Regions from separate parts of the Mus musculus genome. Here region 2 is linked to region 1. The links are chromatin contacts, called in public promoter capture Hi-C maps. All regions are on one chromosome and are shown on one strand. Each heading gives the region's core, a stretch centred on a gene start, on an enhancer-like site or on the middle of the called end of the contact. The rest is flanking DNA. Distances are from core to core; before and after follow the strand shown.

Region 1 (6,239 bases), core at 2,619-5,118:
ATGTCTGTGCAGTCTGAAAGAAAGAGTAAATACAGCTCTTAAACACAAGGCTTCCTAAGGCTTACAGGTGTCATTTTAAGACTAATTAATATGCAATTTTAATGAAGATATTTTATTTTATGTTACATTTAAGTTGCCTATATAATTTTAGTATAGGTTGTGTTTGGAAACAAATTTCATAATGTACTTTGTTTTACGTAATGGATATAAGTGTTTTGGTGGGAAGTATTAAGTTTTAGTTCAGCCTTATTTGCCTACTTACTTTGTACTTAAGTGTTTTTAAACTTATTGGAAAATATTTAGATGAAAAAGTTAAAGTGCTTAAAATCTTTTGTACTTTCTCAATATTATTTTTATTTTAATCTGTTTTGAATATATAATATTAGCATTCCAAAGGAGTTATTTACTCCTGTTGAATGTAAATTTTTTTATTTCTAATTTTCAGTAGAAACTTGGGAGATCTGACTTCTTTTTTTTAAAGGTTTGAAAGCTTTTTACAGTACTTCAAAAAATACAATTCTAAATGTCCTTTCTTAACCTGATAGAGGATGATTTGGAAGAAATAGAATGCTTTAAAGTTTACATAGAATGCATTTTCTAGGAGTCTAGGTAGTTGCTTTTAAAGCAGTACTTAGAGTCAGTGTGTTTTGTAAAAGAATATACAATTTAGATGGTACTGGAATTGTACCCACTGGTGACACCACTGACATAGTTTCTTCAGAAATACTCAGCTTGCACAGAAATGCTTGGTGAGGGTTTAGAAGCCCTCATTTTTATTTCTGAAAGTAGTCTTAATCTAGTACACGGTTACATACAGATTGGAAAGTAACATTTAATTTAAAGTATATTTTGTTAAAAGAAAATGTACATAATTACCACATTGTTAGTAAAAGAACTTAATGCTGATAAACATTACTTGTAGACTAGATAGTAAACAAAAAGAGAGCAGTCTGCCTCCTGAGTACTGGCAGAGACACTGGGAAAGATGTTAGCCATCAGCTGTTCCAGTACTCTGTTGAGCAAGACGCTGTACTAAGCGCCGATGCCAAACACACATTCTGATTCTTCTGAACGAGTCTCCATGATTTTTAAATTGTCCCTTGGTTTGGATATGTGAGGTGTCTTAGCTGTAATATTTACACAAATCTCTGTCACTAATGTAGTTGTTGTCTGGCATAGTTTAGAGCTCTGAAGGACATTTGAACAATGTAGTGAGTAACTTTGCTGTGCTGCTTTGCATTTCAGTTTGTGCATAATTTAGCAGTTAAGGTAGATTAGCTCATAGTTCTGAAGGTGACAGTCTCAGATGATTTGCTCTCTTATGTTTCTAATTTAAGTTAAAAAAGGAATTAAAGGTAAGTGAAGGTAAGTGCAGACATACTCATAGCATGAGCAGTATATACTTACAACCAAGAAAAACATGCCGTTTTATAAATAGAATTAACTTCTTTGTAGCTTTTTTCATCTAAATATAAAAAAGGAGTCTTTGTTTTAACACTTATGCCATTTTACTCTTTAATTTTCTATATTCTTACTATAATTTAGCCTGATACAAAATAATTGTTTGACTCCCTTTTTTCAACAGTGAGGCAGAAATTTGCTAGGAAGAAGTCAGATATGCACAGGGCAGTGTGCTTTGACTTGTGTCATGTGGGAGAATAGCATCCTTGACCAGAGGTGTCAGTGAGCCCTTTACTCTTTCCCTTAAAAACCAGGTGTGCACTTTTCTTTGATGTGTCTGGCTTTGACTGTTTTCCTAAGCCACTGTGTAATTCAGTATAATATTCCTTCTTTATCTTTCTGTCTCTAAGAATAAAGGGCATGTGTGTAGGCAGGGTATATGGAGTTGTGTAGTCCAGCTACTTGGGAAGCTAAGATACAAAGATGAACCTGCACCTTTGCAGCCAGCATGGAAGACAGAAGATCTTGTCTCTTAAAACAGAGACAAACAAAAATGTGTGTGTGTTGTATAAATATAGACATGTATGGCTTTTTATTTGGAAATTCAAATTTTTCATGTTTTCAGTAGTTGCTCAGAATAGAATTATATACTGATAAATGATAGGTACATTTAGCATTAATTAGATTAAGGTTCAAGAGGTGGGTAGAGATGATGTGAGGCAGTGCTTGGGTATTACAGAAAGGTATCAGGTATTTGATGTTGAAGCAGTAATATGTGATGGGTGGAGCCAAGCTTATTAGCAAGGGATGGGTGAGGATTGGTGTGTAGGGAAGCTGGAAATATGTACAAGGAAAACTTGGCTAAAGACTGACAGTGGGAGAAGAATGTTGAAGTTTAGGATTCTGTACCAAGGTATTTCTAACAACTACAAAGATAAATCTTTTAAATTTTAGCTTTATGTCCTATTTTATCCAGAAAATGCTGCTTTATATGGCATTATAAATTTTAAATATTTGGCATATAACAATTTAAAATGGAAGATTTTGATTTTTTTTATTAAATAAAAATTGGCCTGTAGTACTCCAGTTGTATTGGGTACTTTTAAAACCTACAACCATGTATTATCTGTGTCAGCAACCTGAAGTCTGAGCTCAGTCTTTTATTTCATGTCTTGTATGTCGTGCCCATAGCCCTTATTTGAAGCTAATCCCAGACATGTCAGTCTTCACAATCAATTGCAATTCTACACATAAACAAAATCCAATGTTTTTCTTAAAGATAATTTGTCATTTATATACTGAAATATATGAACATTATATTTCAGTGACTGTATCTTAAGAAATTCTTTTTTTTTTTTTTGCATATATGCTCTCTTGGGATAAAAGGAAATGTTGTACTTGTGGTGATACATGTAGTCTAAATTTTAGTTGCAAGTATCCTAATTACTGACTCTGGGTGTTAGCATAGTCACCTTCTGCAACATACTGCAGCTCCTATAAAGCAGTAGGATGCAAATGGGTTCTCAGTTAAGCTGGGAAGCACTGAAGGGCAGTGAGAGGTTAAGTCCATTAGATACGTTCTGTAGTGATGCCTGCTCCATGTCTTCTCATTTTGTTTTGTTCTTGTGTATCAATCACACTTGCAGGCTCTGGTTTCCTGGTGGAAGTGTAAAGAGCTGCTCCTTATTAGTTCAGTGCACCAGCTACATTGAGTCTTCGAAACGCTAGAAACAGCCCTGTAGGCTTGTGTCTCCTTAGGAAAGTCATTCTACTCAGAACATTCTCCAACTTTGTGACATTTTTGTTACTTTTCTAATTTGTAGTTATGTTCCTGAATAAACCTAGACCTTTTATCTAGTATCTGGGTAATATAGTACAGCTGTAAAATTCCAATTATTCCATAAGTGGTTTATTATTGTAAGTGAATCACAGTTTTATGTTTTAGATGTTTAATTAAACACTTGTTTGCATTCAGTTTTGGGACAAATTTTCATCTAAAGCTATCTTTTGTTTTTATTCAGAGGTCTACAAATGATCAGAGTATGGAACATTCATTGAGGATGTGTCTGTATAGTACATTGTTTTAAACTTTGAATATGACATTTATTCTAATTGTTCATTGCTGTATTCTTTAGCTGACACAGTTCAGATAGGTTTTATTTTTTGTCTTAATCATGTTTCTAGGAAGAATGCTCAAAGAAGTCTTGTTTCTGTGGATTGTCTCCTTTTTTCCTTGGGTTTTAAGATTCTTGGGAAATTTTGTTATGTTTCCTGTTCCATGGAGGATATTTTCAGTGGAATCAGACAGCCATTGGCAATTTGTGTCTGAATTTTTAATGCATGTGCTGTAAGATTTTACTTGTGTGATGTCAATGAAGTGCAAGTTAAAAACAGAGTCATAGGCAGAACTGTTTGTGCATGATCTCCAAGAAGTTCCTCCCCTCACGTGTTGTTTGCTTTCATACAGGTCCTCATGCTGACACCGCCAGTGGATGCCAGAATTTGCAGTGTGGTTTTCGAGCCTGCTGCCGCTCTGGCGAATGACCCCTGACTTCTGACCTTTGTCTACTTCATTTAGCTGAGCAGGCTTCCTTTCATGCACTTTACTTATAGCACATTTCTTGTGTTAACAACCCATTTTGGGTGTGTCTTGTTTGGCCCCATTTCTTACAGTCTCAGAAATTTAATTTAGCAGTGAACTGTACAATGTTGTTTACCCTTGCAAAATATATTTTTGTTTTAGAAAAGGTTTAGGATTTTTTGTTAGGGTGAGAACAGTCTTTCTGGTTTCTTTTCAATGAAATGCTTTAAAAAATATCACTAATACCATGCTATTTAAAGTTTTTCTAGATTATTTGCATTTTAGTCAATGGGGGTTATTGGTTCTCTTATGTGTAAACACTGTACCAAGTTTTGCAGATTCTTTCAAATCCACATTTCTGAAGTTTTATTTTCAAAGACTGAACATTTTAGAAAGGAATCTCTTTTCCCCTAACGTTTTCTTTATTTGAACAATTCTGAGGGGCCAATTCAAACACACTTAGAAGCGAGATTCTTTAAGATTATAGGATAAATTGGTCTCTTGGTGCAGCAGTCTGTTGTTTGCTGTAGACACCAGCTTCCACTGCTGTCCCTAAACTGTTGAATTCTAGAAGGATTTTTAAAAATTCCACAATTGTTTGAAGAAATGTATAAATAAAATCTACTTTGAGAACTTTACCAAGCAATATCTTTTGTGTTGTGATTTTATTTAAATCTCAATCTAAGTTTACCAAATGTTTTTGTGTTTTGGGTATCCATGAAATTATGATCCTGACACATTTAACAGTTTTAGATACTAAATATTACTGAGTTAAATTTTCTTTTAAAGTTAATTATAATATTTATCATGTGGAGAAAATAGTGCCCCCTATCTCCTCTCCTTCAAAGCTGTGGGAGGAGGAAGTAACCCTGAGTCAGCTTCTTTGTGGCTTTAAGTGCTTCTGCCTCTCAGGCTAGTGGGCCTGCTCAGTGTCTGAAGGTAAAGCAGGAATTATCTAATGGGAACATGGAGGAATTCTGGAGCATTTTGTACTTCACCTGACAGGAATTAAACACTCTGGTGTATCTACTGGCATTCTCTTTGAAGTAGTACCGTGCTGTCAGGTATTTTCTGTTTGAGGAGTGAATTACTGTTATCATTTGAAAACAAAATTGAACCCGAAAATTTTGGCATAAGGCTGAGCATATGTGAAAGCAGGTAATTTTAAGATTTTGCATTTGTTACCTCTGTGATGAAGTCATCAAGTCTTTTTGGACACTAAAATTAACTTCCTCTAGTAAGTACGAACAGGTAGAAAAACAGTATCTCATTCTCCGTGAGACTGGAAAGAAATCGAGTATAAAGTCAAGTCAAAAGTTTCAACCTTTTGTAAGATCTACTGTAGTTACTGTGTTTTTATCTCTCACAGTATATAATCAACCTTTTTTTTTTTTTGTAAAGTTGGTAGCATGTACCATTTTAGAGAACAAACTGGAAATTACCCAGGAATGAGTCTCATGTAAATGTCTACTTCACTTTCCCATTATCAACTTGAAATTACACTGTTAACAGTGGTCTTGGGTCATCAAGATAAGACAAAAGCCTATCCCTTAGGTAATCAGGAAACAGTGTAGCTTATAAGGAGATTTTTTTTTCCCTGTGGTGTTGGATATTATTTTTAGTAATTTTGAACAGCTGGTTTCCTGAAATTGTAAGTAATGGGAGTTTTTAATGTATATATTTTCTTGTTTTTCATTCTTAATGTAAGGGGAAGGGGTATGACAATATATACTTGGTTTCAATTTACTTGAGATTTTGTGATTGATACTCCTGATACTCTGAAACTCCTTAGTTATTACTTACTTACTAAATTTATATTCCATCTTTGCTACCCTAGACCCAGTTGGAGGTGGGGGCTGGCTGGGGCTGTTCTTTTCTGGCTCTTACATGATTGATACTCTTGTCTTCTACAGCTCTCAAACCTGCATCTTCTTCCTTTCCTGGCAGTGGCTACTCTTCACAACTTCTTCCTGCTGAATTGGGGCAACGAATTTTCTTAAAGGGGTGGGGAGGGGTAAGAAAATTAGAAAAATTGGTAGACGTAAGAAAGCTAGTTTTAGCATCTGTTATCTAGTCTCTGTATGCTTAGAATGCTTGGGGCTTGACTGAAGTTTGGACTGGATCCCTCTGAAAGGCTGGATGGACCAAGTCCGTCAGGAATCAGCAGTTGTTTCTGAAGCTGTTCTGGAAGCAAGTCTCTGGAAATAGCATCAGGAGGCAGGGAGCTAGAACAGTAGGTCATTTTAGTGTCCCTAGG
Region 2 (6,473 bases), core at 3,970-6,469, 240 kb before region 1:
CTCTTGCCCCTTTCTCCCCTCTCTCCCTTTGCCTACTCCCCCTCTCTCCACATACTCAGAGCCGACCTCTACTCCTCTATGTCTTCTCTCTCTCTCTTTCTCTCTCTCTCTCTTCTTTCTCTGTCTCTACTACCCTCTTAACTCCCCTCCCCATGCCCCGAATAAACTCTATTCTATACTATACTGGTCCCTCAGAGGGAATGGATGGCTCAGCATGGGACTGCCAAGGCAACCCCTCCTCCCCATACCTTACTGCACCTACACAAAACACATCCCTCCTCTCTTTATCTCTTTATAAACACATCATTGTCCAATCCAGAAAGCAAACACCATGCTGGTAAGATGGGGAAGGAAAAGGAACCCTGATACACTGTTATGAGAGAGTTGATTGGTGCATCCATTATGGAAATTACTTTGAAGGTTCCTCTCAAACCTAACATCAGACCTACTATATGATCCAGCAGCCACTGTAGGTATGCATGCAATGAAAGCAGTCAGCATATGATAGAGCCCCATACACCCATGTGTCATGTAAGGCCATCCATAACAGACAAGTTTTGGAATCAGCCTAGACACCCAGCAATGAGTGAATCATCATAGAGTCTTACTCAGCTATAGAGAAATGGAACCATGCCATTTGCAGGAAAGTAAGTGTATCTGGAAATCATCCTGTTTAAAGGAGAGAAGCCAGACTCAGAAAGAAAGAATTACATGCTTCCTTCTATGAGTGGAATCTGCTCAAGGAAAAAGTCACAAAAACAGAAAAGGGATTAGTAAGGTAGAGAAGGACCAGAAGGCATGGAGACATAGGAGGAAATAAGGGTGAATGTTATTAAAGAACTTTATATGGATGCATGAAAATATTACAGTAAAGTACATTATTTTGTGTCATTATATATACTAATAAAAATTTACAAATTTGGCCAATAAAAAAAAGTCTGATGCTGATACCATTAAGACAGCAATACCTGGCTACTTACAGACCACCCTGATGCCCTGAGCCCATGACTCTTCCCATCCAGTTGCCATGCTCAGCATAGCTGCTGGGAGCTTCAAGGTGGGATGGAGTGGAAACCGAGTGTTCTAGCACATTCCTCCTGTAGGAGAATGTGACTTCTGTGCTCTCTATCTCTTGCCGGGTGACATGGCGTTGGAGGAGGTTACCTTCCCCTCGGGCCCCTCAGTTACCTGAGGAGCCCTTTAGAATTGGTTAGCTAAAACCTGATGGGATGCCCCAGACTATGCAAATGACTCTTCTCTTCAGCCTCGGTCTTGGAGCTCTGCAGAATGTGTGTGCAGCTGCTTTGAGTCCTTAGTGAGACTGTCTCTGATGAAGGGCGGAACCCAGGAAACAATTCACTGTCTAAATTTAAAAAAAACTCATCTTCGTATGGGTTACCAGCCTAGCAAGTGTCTCTGTCTCGACATTTATTATAAACCACTGGACATTTGCCTAACATTTGTTCTCTTCATGTTGAAAAAAACTTGGAGACTTTCCCATCACCTAGCTATTCATCGTGTCAATCAAACTCACACATGTCTCTACATGTATCAAGCCCGTAATACAAGGCCATCCTATCTCCTAATTCCTTTTGGAGATAGGTATTACTGAGAATTGTTAAGGTACACATGTCATTCTCAGAACCCGAAGGCATAGCTGGGAGAAGAAACGTCATTCAATAAGACGCTCATGTCCCAGAAAACTAGGTTAATTGGAGGATGTAATAGTTTCCTCAGACAACTCCTTCTAAAACCTCTAACTTTTCAAATAACCCCCTAAAGAGTGTCTGGTTTTCACTAGGACTTAGCCTTTCTTTATGAGTTTTCCATGTTGCCATCACTCCACAACAACAGAAGGAACAGTGGCGAGTCCAAACTCTCAAGGACTGATGAACTATAAATGCTCATCAGCCAACGACCTACTCATAGGATACAGGACCCATTTGAACCTCAACTTTCATAAAACAACAGCAAAAACACTTAGTGCACCTACAGACTGTTCTGTCTGACCATTGATCTGATAATCTCTAAGATTTGGGCGCTTTCATTGATACAGAAGCCCAGATCCTCCACAGACTTCATAGCTTTGCCAAAGCATTTAACAGAGGAACCATTAAGACAGTGAAGAGATGACCTACAGAATAGGAGAAAAACTTTGCCAGCTATTCATCTCACAAGGGATTAAATTCCAGAATATGTAAATCTAAAGAACTCTAAAACTTAAACACCAAAAACCAAACAAACTAACTAACTAATCAATAGGTATACAAATGAACTGAATAGACCCTTTACAAATGCTGTAATAAACATCAATTCCAGTAGGGCTTCTCTTGGATGGAAAAGGCATCTCAGAGGACATTGTGCTGTCTCAGAAGCTCACCACTGGATATGACATAGCCTCAGCTCATATGACCCCACAGCTTTCGAGTGTGGTATGAAAACTATCAGTATCGAAGAGCCAGGCAAACCTGCCAGGTCTTGAGAACAGGAGTCAAATCAACCTTGTGTTGGCATTCCCTTCAGTACCTAATACTGCAACTTGCCCAGAATAGGTACTGCATAAATATGGAAACACTAGCTCCCACTCCCAGTTCCCAGTTACTGCTGTCTCTGCAGGCTCCTGAGCAATTCTTTTCTACTTTGGATAGGAAAGATGTCCCCATGGGTAGAACCCTAGGCTTCCCTCCAACCTGGCAATTAACTTCTGCACTGTCAACTGAGATAAGCCCCCCTTATTGTCCACCACTTCCTTGGGACAAACACTATAGCAGCCTTGATTACATTCCTGTTAGCCAGTAGCCTGTAGTTTTTAGTTGGTTTTTAGACAAATAAAGGAATTAGCAATGATCCAGTGGAATAGGGGAGGTCTCACAAGCTATTCTTATTCCCCTGTCCTCTCTGAAGTAGCCCCCTACATGGAAGTGTCTTGGCTCTGTTTCCCTACTGGCCTCTCCAGAGTTGTTTCTAGGCTTCTCACCCGAACATCTTCAGAGTATATCTGAAGGAGCATGGTCACATGCCAAGCCACACAGTGTCTGTGTGTGTGTGTGTGTGTGTGTGTGTGTGTGTGTGTGTGTGCGCGCGCGCGCGCGTGCACGCACATGCACATAGAAGTAGATGCAGAGAGAGGCTATGAAAAAGTATTAAATCATGTGGACTCCTTTAAGGAATCTTTGCTGCTAAAAATAATGTACTTTTAAAAAGTTCTAAGATAGTCAAAAAGCTTGATTTGAGGGAACATTGATCATAAAAGAACAAAACTATTATCTCCTACTACCCTACTAACTTACTACCGCCATCACCACCACCACCACCACGACCTCCACGTCACTACCCTCTAGCATCGCCATCTCTAGCACCTCCTCCCCTACCACCACCTTTACCACCACAGAAAGCTTTTTCAGAAAGAATAGTGTTTGCAATAACTGTTAAACAAGAACAAGCTAAATTGTCTTACTGTCAATTATTGGCATTCTAGTATTACAACCTACCCCCCCCAAAAATCCCTAATAATCTCTTCTTGATTAGTTTAAACTAACACTAAGAGTTATTTCTTAGATTGATTCAGAATCGGACAACATTGAACACACCTAACAAAAGGAGTTGATGACACTAAATGGTTTGAAAAGCTTTCTCTTGCAAATCAAGGAATTTTGAAGAGCTCCTCAGTCTGCCTCCTTCCACAGCACAGCTGTAGTATCAACACTGCCTCTGGATGGTCTACAAAAGAGAGACTTTAGCAGCAGGTGTCTTTTGATTTGCTACACAGGGAGTCAGAAACCTCAGAATTGAAAACTTGGAATGCACATTCTTCTCATAGTTCCAGCATGAGTACCTGTTTACCACACACACTGGATCTCACTGTTTGTTTAGCCTGATCCCCCACTCCCACCCTTGTTTCCTCTGTCACTTGGAAAGGCTTCCATGTTCTTGTCTGACCAATAGGTTGACACTGCTTTAGTGAAGTGACTCAGCATTTTCTTCTGTTCATGAGGTCAATTCCAGAGAGGTGGGTGGGTTGATGGTTAGGATGGCTTAATAGTATTGCTCTTAGCTAAAACTAACCTCGGAGCTCAAACACACCCACTCAAACACTTGCTGTTGGCCTCAGGACAAGCAGTTATGTATGAAAAGCATGTGACTAAAACCAGCTTTGAATATGATATTCTTTCCCACTGACCAACCAGCCTGGATGAGAAAGGTATTCAGTCACCAGCCTTCACTGGTGGTGCAACTAGCAATTCATCAGTTAAATTCATTGTGCTCTTCACTCAGGTCACCAAAAGCCAGGGTGCATTTGTTATTTCAACTCTTGGATAAAGAATTTAAGCAATGACAAATTACCAATCTAATGAGAAACACCAAATTCAAAAAGGACACGCACACAAAGGACACACTCTCATACAAATGCCTGTTTTCCAAGAAAACAGCTTAAGATCTCAATAGGAAATCTAAACAGCTCAGCACCAGGAAAGACTTCAGTGGGCTTCATGCAGGGAGATGCTGTTGTTAAGCGCTGTACTGTGCACAAAGTAGCCACAGTAGGGGTTGGAGACTGAGATTAGAGAGTGTGGACTGTCAATAAATTCGATGCTTGCTGTGGCCAGGATCCCCTACCTAGATGTATCCAGAGTGAGACTCTACCTGCAACACGATGATCTATGAACACTCTCTCTGATGACCTGGAATCAATTATTTTCAAATGAAATTCCATAGTGGAGAGTTATCTCTCCACCACCCCTGGGGCCCACCGATTCACCTGCCTACACAGTAGATCCAGCTGGCTCTCAGCAACCAGGAACTCAGAGTCAGATTTCAGCAACTTCAGTCACTCACTTTCCAAATATTGCCTGAAGCCAGCCAGGTGGGAAGAGATCAGACCACGGACATTAGGAGTCCTGAGTGTAAAACACCAGCTCTGTGAATCCTGACCCCTTTACTATTAAGAGCAAATCTCTCTGTCTATGAAATGGGAAGAGTCGCTGGAGAGAATATGGAAAGGCACTAGAGGAAATGGGCCCTTTCCTCTGTTCTTACAGAAAGATCGCTGCTGGATGGGAAAGGAAGGGCTTCCAAGGAGGAGGGCTTGCAGCAAATGCAACCCCCCCCAGCCATTGGATTCCACCCAGTACCTTCCCTCCAGGACTGGCTCTCCCTGAGGGGTGTGGCTGGGAGGAGCGTGAATAAAGTATGTGAGTTGTAAAAGCCACTTGAGCTCCTGTATAAATAGTACAACCTGCACCCCAGCGTGAGGACTGGAAGCCTGCATTCCCCAGTACACCTGGATCTGCACACTCACAGAAAGGTGAGCCTGGCTCTTTTAAACATTTCGTGTGTGTGTGTGTGTGTACAAATACATACATAAAATCATTATTGTTATTATTAATTAGTATGTATGATTTTAAAGATGGGGGGCTTATATGCCTACAGCAGAGGATAACATGTAAAAAGAAGCTGATTCCCAACTTCCACCTTTACATGGGTTCTGAGCATCGAACTCAGGTCATCATGCCTGCCTGGCAAGTGCCTCCATCCTCAGGGCCCTCCTGCCAGTCCCCTCTTAAGAGTTATTTTATCTACTTCTTAGCCCCTGGACCTCCTTGGGTCCAGACCACATTATGGGAACATGAAAGCTATGTCACCGTGCCAGGAGAAACAGGTCTGTCCCTGGCTCTTTCAGCCTCCAGTCTCAGCCACGCTTTAGTCTAAACTCTCTTGGGGCCTTTTCCTTTTCTTACTTCCACATGGGCAGAAATGAAATTGTGGTGCTTTCCTGGGTTTTTCCTACCTTTCAGACAAAAAGTTCTCAATTTTTTTTTAAAAGCATAGATTTAATGTTTTTAAAAGAACCATCTGGTGATCGTGTTTGGTACCATACCAAATCTTGTGCAGCCCGTTGTTTCTTTTTGCTATTTTCTAAAGAGTTAGAATAAAGGCAGAAAGCAAGAAGTGAGCACTAAGGACTGACAGAAAGGGAGACACACTCTGCCTTTCCAGACCACCGTCTTTGCCCATCAAGGGGCAAACTTGCTTATCTGTCTGAGCCCTAGCTGTCCCAGAGGTTGCCTGAGGGTGTATATTAAGAGGGGTGAGAATCAAATGCTAAGGCACTGCTTAACACCTAGGAGTTGGCAAACAATCACGTGTGCCTCCTCTGCCATTATCTGTAGCTTTATACCTGGTAGAAACTATGTCATTTAATTTGAAAGTCATTTTATTTTTGTTATAGATGTAAAAAAAAAAAAAGGCATTGAATAAATACTCCCTGTATGCCTGGCATTATGCCATTGAACTCAGTCATGATCCTTACTTTCCACCTTGCAGTCTATACGATCTCATCCCTCTCCACCCTGTTTCAAGTTGGCCCCATCAAGGTCAGTGGCCTCCCCCACCTCCCTGCCTTCCTGGGACTCTTCCTCATGACTTTCCCCTTCTCTTCACACAGCCACACCCAGCCCAGTATGTCAAACCCT

What was found. Promoter capture Hi-C pulls out the DNA fragments that hold promoters and counts their contacts.
Region 2: a promoter capture Hi-C map of pre-B cells shows a contact between it and region 1, with 2.8 times the contacts expected there. The contact joins the promoter of Fgfbp1 here to the enhancer-like site in region 1. A contact is called at or near these places in 2 of 39 promoter capture datasets (the C10 cell line and pre-B cells), 1 of 115 datasets of contacts at active chromatin or transcription factors (large pre-B cells) and 1 of 9 other capture datasets (liver).

Annotation. Positions count from the first base shown.
Region 1 is chr5:43,743,005-43,749,243 of GRCm38.p6, reverse strand. Fbxl5 (F-box and leucine-rich repeat protein 5) reads left to right here. Exons shown (of 11, transcript NM_001159963.1): 11 at 3,869-4,626. The coding sequence ends at 3,945. Among named protein-coding and RNA genes, the nearest start is that of Fbxl5, 36 kb to the left of the region's middle. Within about 2 kb of position 3,868, at least 2 of the 459 cell types and tissues checked have an H3K27ac peak or open chromatin away from gene starts, as enhancers often do.
Region 2 is chr5:43,980,545-43,987,017 of GRCm38.p6, reverse strand. Fgfbp1 (fibroblast growth factor binding protein 1) reads left to right here and starts at 5,219. Exons shown (of 2, transcript NM_008009.4): 1 at 5,219-5,305.